Regions from separate parts of the Mus musculus genome. Here region 2 is linked to region 1. A link is a contact called in public Micro-C data. All regions are on one chromosome and are shown on one strand. The core of a region is the stretch at or near the end of the contact, and the rest is flanking DNA. Distances in the headings are between cores, read along the strand shown. Region 1 holds the start of Dscam (DS cell adhesion molecule). Region 2 holds the start of Bace2 (beta-site APP-cleaving enzyme 2).

What was found. A called contact is a pair of places that touch in the nucleus more often than the background predicts.
Region 2: a Micro-C map of embryonic stem cells shows a contact between it and region 1, with 2.2 times the contacts expected there. The contact joins the promoter of Bace2 here to the promoter of Dscam in region 1. A contact is called at or near these places in 3 of 39 promoter capture datasets (embryonic stem cells, hippocampal neurons and stem cell-derived epiblast-like cells) and 1 of 484 Hi-C or Micro-C datasets (embryonic stem cells).

What each region holds. Positions count from the first base shown.
Region 1 is chr16:97,169,073-97,174,107 of GRCm38.p6, reverse strand. It overlaps Dscam (DS cell adhesion molecule), which reads left to right and starts at 3,373. Exons shown (of 33, transcript NM_031174.4): 1 at 3,373-3,874. The coding sequence starts at 3,832.
Region 2 is chr16:97,353,888-97,358,692 of GRCm38.p6, reverse strand. Bace2 (beta-site APP-cleaving enzyme 2) reads right to left here and starts at 1,965. Exons shown (of 9, transcript NM_019517.5): 1 at 1,592-1,965. The coding sequence starts at 1,891.

The DNA of each region.
Region 1 (5,035 bases), core at 2,124-4,623:
GCAGTGACTGGCTTCAATTTAAGCTGAACACACCCTTTAGACAAGACTCTGTCTTGTCCATGCTCATTGTAGGTGCAGCTGGGCCAGTCTCCTCCAGTCACCTCAGTAGTCATCTAAGATGAGAAGAACAGCCACCCTGACCCCATTTTCTATGACTAGAAACTGAGAATGAGAGAGGAAATCTGAGCTTGTACTTCTAGTTTGGGGTGTACCTGCTTGGGGAGGTGACTTCTGCTGTTGTTACTTGTTGGTTTGAGGCAGTCTTTCTTTGTCATCCAGGCGACCCCAAACTTACCATCCCTCTGCCTCTGTCTTCCAAATCCTAAGGTCACAGGTTGTATCCCTAGGGCTGGCTTTTAGAACACTCAGTGTGAATGAGGGCTGGTGTCTTCATGCATGCTTCAGGACATCTTCCCAGGCCTCTGACCCCTGCTTTAAGGCACCCCAGTCTTACAGTTAAACTGTGATCCTTTCTTGCCCATTAGTAGATAAAATCCTTCACAGTGCCTCACACATAACCTTATTTGGTAGTAGTGTCATCACAGGTTGCAGATGTAATTAGCTTAGATGTGGCACTTCCACTGTGAAATAAAACACTCTGCCCAAAAGCAACTTAAGGGAGGAAGGGGTTAATTTTAGCTTATACTTCCAGGTCAGTCCATCACTGAAGGAATTTGGGGAAGGGACTTGAAGGCAGAAACTCTGGAGGAACACATCTTACTGGTTTATTCACAGGATTTTACCAATCTTTCTTCACACCTAGCTTTCTTACACAACTCAGGGGCACCTGCCTAAGGATGGTGCTGCCCACAGTGGTCTGGGCCCTCCTACAGCAATTAACAATCATGGCAATGTCCATAAGCTCCTCTTTGGCAGGGCTCTGGGCTGCTCCTCTGTGAAGGTTAACCTCAATTGTCACCTGAGAGGTGGGCACCTGGCAGTGCTGTGGAAGAGCACCTTGATTAGGTTAAGGTGGGAAGAAGGAATACTATGGGTGCCATCATTTCCTAGGCTAGGAACCCAGCTTGTATAAAAAGGAAGTGGGCTGAGTATAGTCACTCAGCACTCTCTACTTCTTGACTGCAGCAAGTGCAGTGTGATCTGCTTCTGTACTGTGACTTCCCTGCAAGGTCAGACTGTGTTCCCTGAACTGTGAACTGAAATAAGCCATTTTCCTCTTTGAGTTTCTTTCTTTCTTTCTTTTTTTATCATAGCAAGACAGAAGTATGAAAAACGAAAAATATGAACACAACACCACCACCCCCCAACTCCCTTACACAATCTCCAGGTCTTGACCAGTCTCTATCATTATGGGTCTATCACCTTCTGTGGGTTGTGTTCTTTTCAGTGGGTGGTCTGTTTCCCACCATTCCTCGCTGTCCTTGATGGAGATCTGGATGTAACTGGATCATTTAGTGAAGCACCCAGAGTGGGGCTTGGCATTGACTGTCCTACTCCAGAGTGGCATTGTCATGCATGTCCTACAAGCCATTTATGCCTCTGGCCCACAATGAACCAGACACTGGGGACAGCTTTCCAGTGTAGATGTGTAATCACTTGGGTATCTCCTGATACCTTGGAACTGTAATCCCTAAGGAATGGGAAAGCATTTCCCATTCCCCATCATGGCTATGCCTAGTACAGGAGCCAGGCGGAAGACAGGGAAGCAAGGCAGCAGATGTGGGCCACTTGTGTGGCCATGGGTTACTTTGTAACAGCTTGGCATCTGTGTGCAGCTGTGCCCTTCCTAACTATTCCCAACAGAGTGAGACAGTAAACAGAGAGTGACAGATACCATGGAAGAGACAGAAAAGGCTGCAAAGGAAAGGACACATTTTCTACTAGGATATTTTAAATGGTGTATTTCCTTCTTTTTGCAAAAGGAGCCCTTTATTTTTCTTTATACCAGATCCCCAAATTTATATAGCTAGCCTAGCTATATAGAACCTTAGCCACCACTGGCCATGGTAACCAGGCACTAGGCCTAGGCTGCAGAACACCGCAACCATTATAGTTAGAAGTGCTGATGATTTCATTCTGTATGCCAGGGCAGGAACACTCATGAGACGCACACGTATGCTTAGAACTGGTAAGTGGAGGTAGTGGTTTGACTCCAAGCTGTCTGCCTCAGCTTTGTCTTGAGTGCTTGGCTACCAAGCCCCAGCTGAGCCTTAAGATGGTTGGAGTACCTGAAGAATTGTGCCCTAAAAGAACAGGAATGCAGGGAGGGAAATCAGGCCCACTGCCTGCCAGGGAGCACAGCTTTGAGGAACAGGGAGTGAAGAAACACCCTTTGCATGCAAAGGCAGAGGACACTGGGGTTCGTGTGTAGCTGGCAGAGCTGGAGGCGCAGCCTGAGTGGGCGGCAGCACGTGACCACCTACAGCTGCAGAGCAATGGCAGCCAGTGCGGCGTCAGGGCTCAGCTGACCCTTCCTAACACAGGGCCTGGCCATCTTGTGCCCAGCCCTGGTAAAGCACCATTTTATTTCTGCCTCAACATTTGCTTTTCTGGGCTATTCTGTGAGCCGTTTTAGGGGTGCCTAATCTGTAAGTGCACATGTAGTTCAGGCAGAAGATGCCTGATAGTCTGCGAAACTATCTCCATTTCCCATGAAATGGTCCTCTCTTGCCTTCCCTCAAAGCTTTCCCAGTCCATAGTCCTGGCCGTGTGCATTCAATGTTAGACTTTAAATCAGGGCACATTCTGACTCTGTGGGTCATTATTTTGTAAAGTGCCAGATACGGATATGTGCTTTTTGAAGGGCCTTTGTTGAAATAGTATCATTACTTCAAGATCTTTCTGGAGACCCATTTAGGCCATGGTCTGCTGTGCCAAGAAAGGGGTTGCATGTTGGGACTCAATACGCACTATCAGCTATTTTAATCAGTTTTTATACACCACTCAGAGACCAAAATTAGAATCGCTCATGTTTGCACCCTAGTATGTATTAAAGATAATTAAAAATCAGCCAGTGAAGTCAGAGAGCTCTTCCCAGGAGCCGCGAGGACTCCAAGGCAGCATTTCCCTCTAGGCAGATGGACTAGACTTTTCAGGGAGTCAATACGGACTCCGAATCCTGCTGCACATCGCATCAAAACTGCTAACGCCTCGCGGTCACCTCTGCCTAGCTGGCACCCTTCCGGAGTGGTCAGCCCCCGGCCGCATCTCATTAACAACCTGCAAGAACAGAGCTACACACGATGGGCTGTGTGGGGACGCGTCTCTGAGCCTCTGAGCCTCTGAGCCCTGGGTCCCGCCGACTGCGTGATCCGCCGCACTCCTCTGCTGCTGCTTTAAGACTGCAGAGCGCCCCAGCGGCCAGAGCAGGGGAGGGGTCCCCGCTCGCCTCCGCGCGCGGCCCGCCGGGCTCAGGCAGGGAAGGGCAGCACAGGGGACCCGGCGCCCGAGGCCGCCGCAGCAGGATGAGCCTGGCCGCGCGCCTGCTGCCTGGCTGCGGAGGGTGAGGCCGGCGCCCGGGAGGCCGCCGCCTGGCCGCGCTGCGCATCGGGGGGCGCCCGGCATGAGCTCGCGCCCGCGGCTGCGGCTGTGCGCCCGCGCCTGGCTGCCCGCGGCCCGCTGAGCCGAGCCGAGCGCACGGCGCACCTGGGCTGTGTCCGCGGCGCGGGGCGCGGCGCCCGGGAGCAGGTGTGCGGGGGCGCAGCAAGCGGGGAGCGCGGCTGGGCGGCTGGGCGGCCCCCGGGCAGGTGGCGGGCAGCAAGCGGAGCCGGGCCGGGCGCGGCGGAGCGCAGCGCAGCGCGGGGGGCGAGGCCGGCGCGTGGCTCGCTCGCTGGCTCGCTGGCTCGCGGGAGGCCGGGCAGCAGCAGGGGCATGTGGATACTGGCTCTCTCCTTGTTCCAGAGCTTCGCGAATGGTGAGCCTTGCGGTCTGTGCTGATTCCTGTCTGGGAAGGGGCCCGGGGGATGGGTGCGGTGTAGGGGGTTGAATGCATGGGTGAAGTCTTTTCCCTTTCCTTTCCTATCCGGGTTGGAATGTTCGTGCATGCGTTTATTTATTTATTTAAAAAATATATTTGCATTGCTTTGGAGAGGTTAGGCGATACTGATAGGAGGCCGGGGAGGCATCGCTCTGCAATCGTTGGAAGCAGCCTACCTAGCTAGCTAGCCAAGTGCCAGCTCAAAGCCTAACTCCAGAGCTAGACAGCTACCTCATCAGAGCCAGGCAGGTTTGGGAAGAAGAGAAGGGAGATGATCATTGCCACTTTGAATATCATAACCAGAAAAGGACATGGCGTTAGGAGCGTAGGCAGGTGCAGGGGTCAATTAAGACAGTAGCCCTCAGGTTCTGCACTCTTGAGCCTTAAAGCCTCCGCTTTAATTCTGCTACAGTTTATCCTTGAAGGCTGTGGGAAAGATGCGTCTGTCTGCATCCCCCTCGTCCCCTGGACACTACATGTTCCTCGCAGTAGTGTATGTAAAAATATGCACTGCTAGGCATTACATCATCTGTAATGTTGACAAATTTTTTAAAAATCACCTGTATACTTATAAAAGTGAAATTGGTGAATGTTGTACATGGTGTTTCCCCCTCATGCGCAGCTCAGTATAGCCTTTTGAGATGCTTTCTTCCTGATATTTAGAATCTATGGCTTTTGATGGAGTCAGACCCAATTAGTAAGTGTGTCTGCACCTTAGGCTGCCTGTCACAGTGTAAATATGAACTTACATGTATGAATGGCTTTCTCTCCTGTGGCAAAGAGAGGGAACTGTTATCATTTGGTACCGCTTGGAAGCATCCAGGGCTTCAATACCCATCTTAAATGTGGAACATCTGCATAAAACGTATAACCTGCTGACAGTTAAAATTAAACCATTGAGAGAGAGAGAGAGAGAGAGAGAGAGAGAGAGCACGCAAGTGAGCGAGAGAGAATGTGAACATGAGAGAATGTGAATATGAAAGAATGAATATATCTGGTCTTTACAAGAAAACAGGAGAGGGAGAAGCCAAGGGGAGGCTGTTAAGATTTTTCTGGAAGATACCCAGGGAAGCTGTAAGCACTGGCTGTATTTTCTTT
Region 2 (4,805 bases), core at 716-3,215, 190 kb before region 1:
ATATGCAGAAATGGTACTTGTCTGTCACAAACCAGCCTTGCTTAGAAGCATGCTATAGTCTAGCTGAGAAATAACCTCAGAGGAAGTACTTCCTTGGCTGTGCTAAGGATACAAACCTGGGTGCTCGTTACATCCTGGGTAATTAAATTAATTAAATTTCATCACTGAGTTTAAAGTAAAGGTCATTGAATTATCAACAAAGGCAAAGCAAGGGAGAGCTTTGTAAGAGAAGTCTTCTCCTCCTCTTTAAAGTTTTTTTTTTTCTTCCTGGTTTCCTTTTCCTTAACACATGAGGACTCAGTTGAGGCCTGTGTATAAAAGAAAGAGGCAGGTCCCTCCTGTTCTATGCAGTCCTGCCAACGGCAGTTCACAGGATTCCCTCTGCCCTGAGATCATGCTCACATGGTGGTCAGACTGCTCAGGGGACCCTAAGCCTCCTCAGCTGACACTGCCACCCACCCCACCCCCCTTCAGTCTGCCCTGCAGCCACTTCTGGACTGCGCACACAAGGACCCTGTACAGCAACCACAACTAACGTTTTGAGTAAAACACTCTTGAAGGTCTAAACAACCACAGAAGTTACTCTGCAGTTTCTCTTTTTAAAAATTAGCATGGCTCATCCTCTTAAAGTCTTGAATAATTTAATTAGAATTATACAAAAGTCATGAGCATGTTCTATTTATGGGTAATCACATCAGCATGACAACCCCCAACGACGATGTTAAAAATAAAGTGTCTTCATACGGTGCGTTCAACTTATGAGACAACTTGAATTCGAATTGGAGAGGGTCGGATCACTTCTGTGAGGCTTTTGTTTCCCTTGCCAGATTCCGTGCTTGGGAGCCGGTGTTCCCTGTCACTCGAAGTGTTAAATGAACATCGGCACAAGGCGGGGAAGAAAGCTGTTTGGACTGCGTTTGTTTTATCTTTGACTCGCTACGCGCTTGGTGTTCCCCAGCAGCTAATGGCATTCACATTCTCCAACCCCCGCAGGATGCATGCCTTGGCGGGTGCACGGCTCCCAGAGGCTGGGCAGCCGGACAGCTATGAGGAAGCCAGCAAACAAACTCCGAGGAAGGAAGACGGCTGGCTCTGCCCTGCAAAGAGACACTTTGGAACCGGGTGTCTTTTAGCTGAGCTCATGGAGAAATCTCTTTTAAAGGGTACTGCGCCTTGGATGCTGTCCAAGAGTCTTTTTAGCAATGAGACAGCATAGAGATGGTATCAACTCCAGTGATTTCCCTGCACCTAACAGCACCTTTTTCCAAGACCCCACCCACCACCCACTCAGTAGGTACCGCTCTTGCTGGAAGGAGGCGTCGCTCCTGGGCCCGAAGCATGTTACAGGTTCCTTCAGCTGTCAAGCTCCACGGGGTGGGGGAGGGCCACCAAGTTCTGAAACATTTGCTCACACCCCCTGAGCTGTGCTCCGGCAGAGGCTGCGCTCCCTGGTGCGTCCCTAGCGCGCGCCTCCACTCCTCACCCAACCCATGCATCTCCCTGACCCTTCTTCCCAGTGAAAGCTACTGCCTTAGGGACGGCATTAAATCGCGTGGAGTCAATTCACAGAAACTACCGCCCCCAACCCTACCTTCTGCGGAGGGGTCCCGATCAGCATCTCTAGGTAGTAGCCGCGGCCAGAGTCCCCCTGAAGGTTGTCCACCATAGCCAAGAAGTTGGCAGTAGCCCTGACAGGCTCCAGTGCGAGGGCCAGACCATCGGCCCGGGGCAACTCGGGGGTCCCGAGTCCGGGAACAGCCGAGGCTCTGTGGTTCGTGGCCCGGGCCACTTGGAGGGGCAGCGTGAAGGGCGCGGGGGCCAGCGCGGGGACCGCACTCAAGAGCCACTGCGCCAGCACCGGGAGCAAGAGTGCTCGAAGCAGCGCGCCCATCCCCGCAGCGGGGGCTCGGCGAGTCTGCGAGCGCGGTTCTGCGGTCCTTAGCCGGCCGGGGCGGGGCGGACAGGGAGGAGGCTGGAGAAGGCGGTGCAGAGTTGAACAAGTTCTCAGTCGCTGCCCCCTCTGGCGGCCGCCTCCCCGCAGGCCCTGCCCCTCCTCCGTGGCCAAGGTCAAGGATGGGCGCGGGTCGCGCCTCTTCCCCGGGAAACTGGAGTGCAAAATTTCCCCGGAACGTGCCCGGGAGGCCACGGCTAACGGATATGACGAGGCTCAGCTTAGAGCTGCTGGAAAGTTTCGGGAACCCTTAAAGGGGCAGCTAAAGCGCAAACTGGCTTTCTGGTCCTGCGCTCAAGGAACCCCCGGGGGTCCACTGTCCCTGCAGAGGCAGAAGTGCCCTTAGGACTTAAGGCTCAGAGCGCGGGGCAGGCAACTGTGAAAGAGTGCACCTCTCCGCTTGCCAAGCGCACTCCAACAGGGTCTGGCTGCCTCTCGGAGCTTCTCCCACGCGTGGTTCTCCCCTTCCAGCTCCTTAGGAGTTAGCTGGTTCTCTGAGAAAGGATTTGAAGTATGAATGGAGGCTGGGGGCGCTGAGAGCCCCAGGGATAGGGGAAGCAGGTGAGCAGATTTTGAATTTCTGAGAAGGGATCTGGGTTATTGCTCCTTCCTGCTTACCCTCCCCTGAACCCAAAACCACAGCTTGAGGAGGTAGATTTGGGCCTGGTCTTCCTGGCTTTCCTCTTGTCCTTAATGCAGATCCAATTCCGCTAGGAGCTGAGCTCAATCTCCCAGGGATTCAGTCAGTCCACCAAGATAGTGAATTACTATCAGGGTCCCAAATGAGGCTGCCATCCAGCCTTCCCCCTCTTTCATCCTCCCACCAGCTCTCCGCAGATTATCTAATTAATACTTGTTTAGCCAGACACCGAAGCCGCAGAAATGCATTCAGAGGGCTATTTTATTTCAGGTACTGAACGCAGGGGGGACAATTACAGCAGCTAAACTCATCGATTTTTTGCTGAATCAAGGAATAGGAGAAATCTTTGTGTCTCCTCCAGCTGAATTATGTTGGCTTTTTTTTTTTTTAAAAAAAACAAACAAGACCATCTTCAAACAATGGAAAGTAGAAATCAAGCGTCCCTAATCCTTAACCGGAACTTCCAGATACAAGTGTCCATGCTTGTTCCCTCCTTTCCAATGTCAGAATCCTTTCTTGCTCTACCAGGGACCTTTCTGTCCCAGATCTTCAGCTGTTCTACTTTCTAAATGGTTTTGGTTACAGGTTGCACTTTTCCCCCCTCTTAACTCTATCCAAGCTTCAAGGAATCCCCAGTCACACGAAGGCAGGCCTGATTGAATTCCAGGATAGAACCTAAATTGTTATTGCCCATAAATCTGCATAGTTATCGCGAGCTCTTACATTCATATATTCACATTTAAATTCAAGATTGTAAGGAAAGGACAATTTAAAAAGAGGTAGTTATTTACAAACCCTGGTGTTCAGTCTTGAGGGGTTGGGGACCACCCAGACAGCTCTCAGAATGACAGCATCCTTTTGGAAGCACATGGAATTTATCGAGGACATCAACTCAGGTGCTACAGGATGTATAAGGTATAAGGTCAATATTAAAGACATTTGTGCTCTCTAAGGTTAAAAAATAAACACAGGGGAAATCTGTAAAACTCGGATCTAGTTAGTGTTTTTATTTGAAAATCTCTATTTCATGTAGCATGGCTATTCCAAGCTTTCCCTGGCAAAAGGGAGGTGTATAAACAACTGCATAGAGACAGGATCAAGAGCACATGCCGTTTTAATGAGTGGTAGGGCCATCTTGTCAATAAAGTACTGGTCGGGCCCTGAAGTGGTAGCACCAGATTCCTTGTCTTCACTCTGTGTGGCCTTAGCATTCTCCTGCCTCATTGCATTCACAACACTTCCTGACATGGGGTGCCTCAGTGGCACCCCCTGGAGATAGCTGGCTCTGCTCACTGGAGCTCTTCTCACACCATGACTTCTCCAACTTCTGATTCCAGGACCCAGCTACACTCTTACAAGTGACTGAGGGCCTCAGTATGTTGATCTGTATTTAACAAACTATGACTCCAAAATGAGAAACATTAACAATTAAAATAAAAACACACCTGGGTCCAATTAGTAAAGTGCTGACTGTGCAAACATGAAAACCTGAGTTTAATCCCAAGCACCCATTTATAAACCCAGGCATGACAGCGCTTCCCTGTAATCCCAGCAACCTGGAGGGCAGAGAGAGGCAATCCCTGGGGCTCACTAGCCAGCTATTCTCATCTAATTGTCAAGTTCTAGGTTCCAGTGAAAGATCTATCTCAAATAATAAAAAGAAAAGTGGACAGCTCCTCTGGTGGTTTGAATGAGTCTGGACCCCATAGGCTCATATGTTTGAATACTTGTTTCCAAATTGTTGGGTAGGATTGGGAGGTGTGGTCTGTTGGATGAGGTTTGTCGATGGCTTTGAGGTTTTGAAAGCTCACTCTAGCCCAATCCCCTTTGCCTGATGCCTTGGGATTAGATGTAAGCTCTCAGCTGTGGCTTTCAAGCCATATATATAGTGCCTGCTGCCGCACGTATGATGGTAATCATGGGCTAACCCTCTGAAACTGTAGGCAAGCCCCTAATTAATTGCTTTATCTTACAAGTTCCCTTGGTCATAGTGTCTTTGTTTGTTTGTTTGCTTGCTTGCTTTTTGAGACAGGGTTTCTCTGTGTAGCCCTGGCTGTCCTGGAACTCACTTTGTAGAACAGGCTGGCCTCGAACTCAGAAACCGGCCTGCCTCTGCCTCCCGAGTGCTGGGATTAAAGGCATGCACCACCACGCCTGGCCTAGTGTCTTTTTATAGCAATAAAACAGTATCTAAAATAACTCCTGGGGACCATT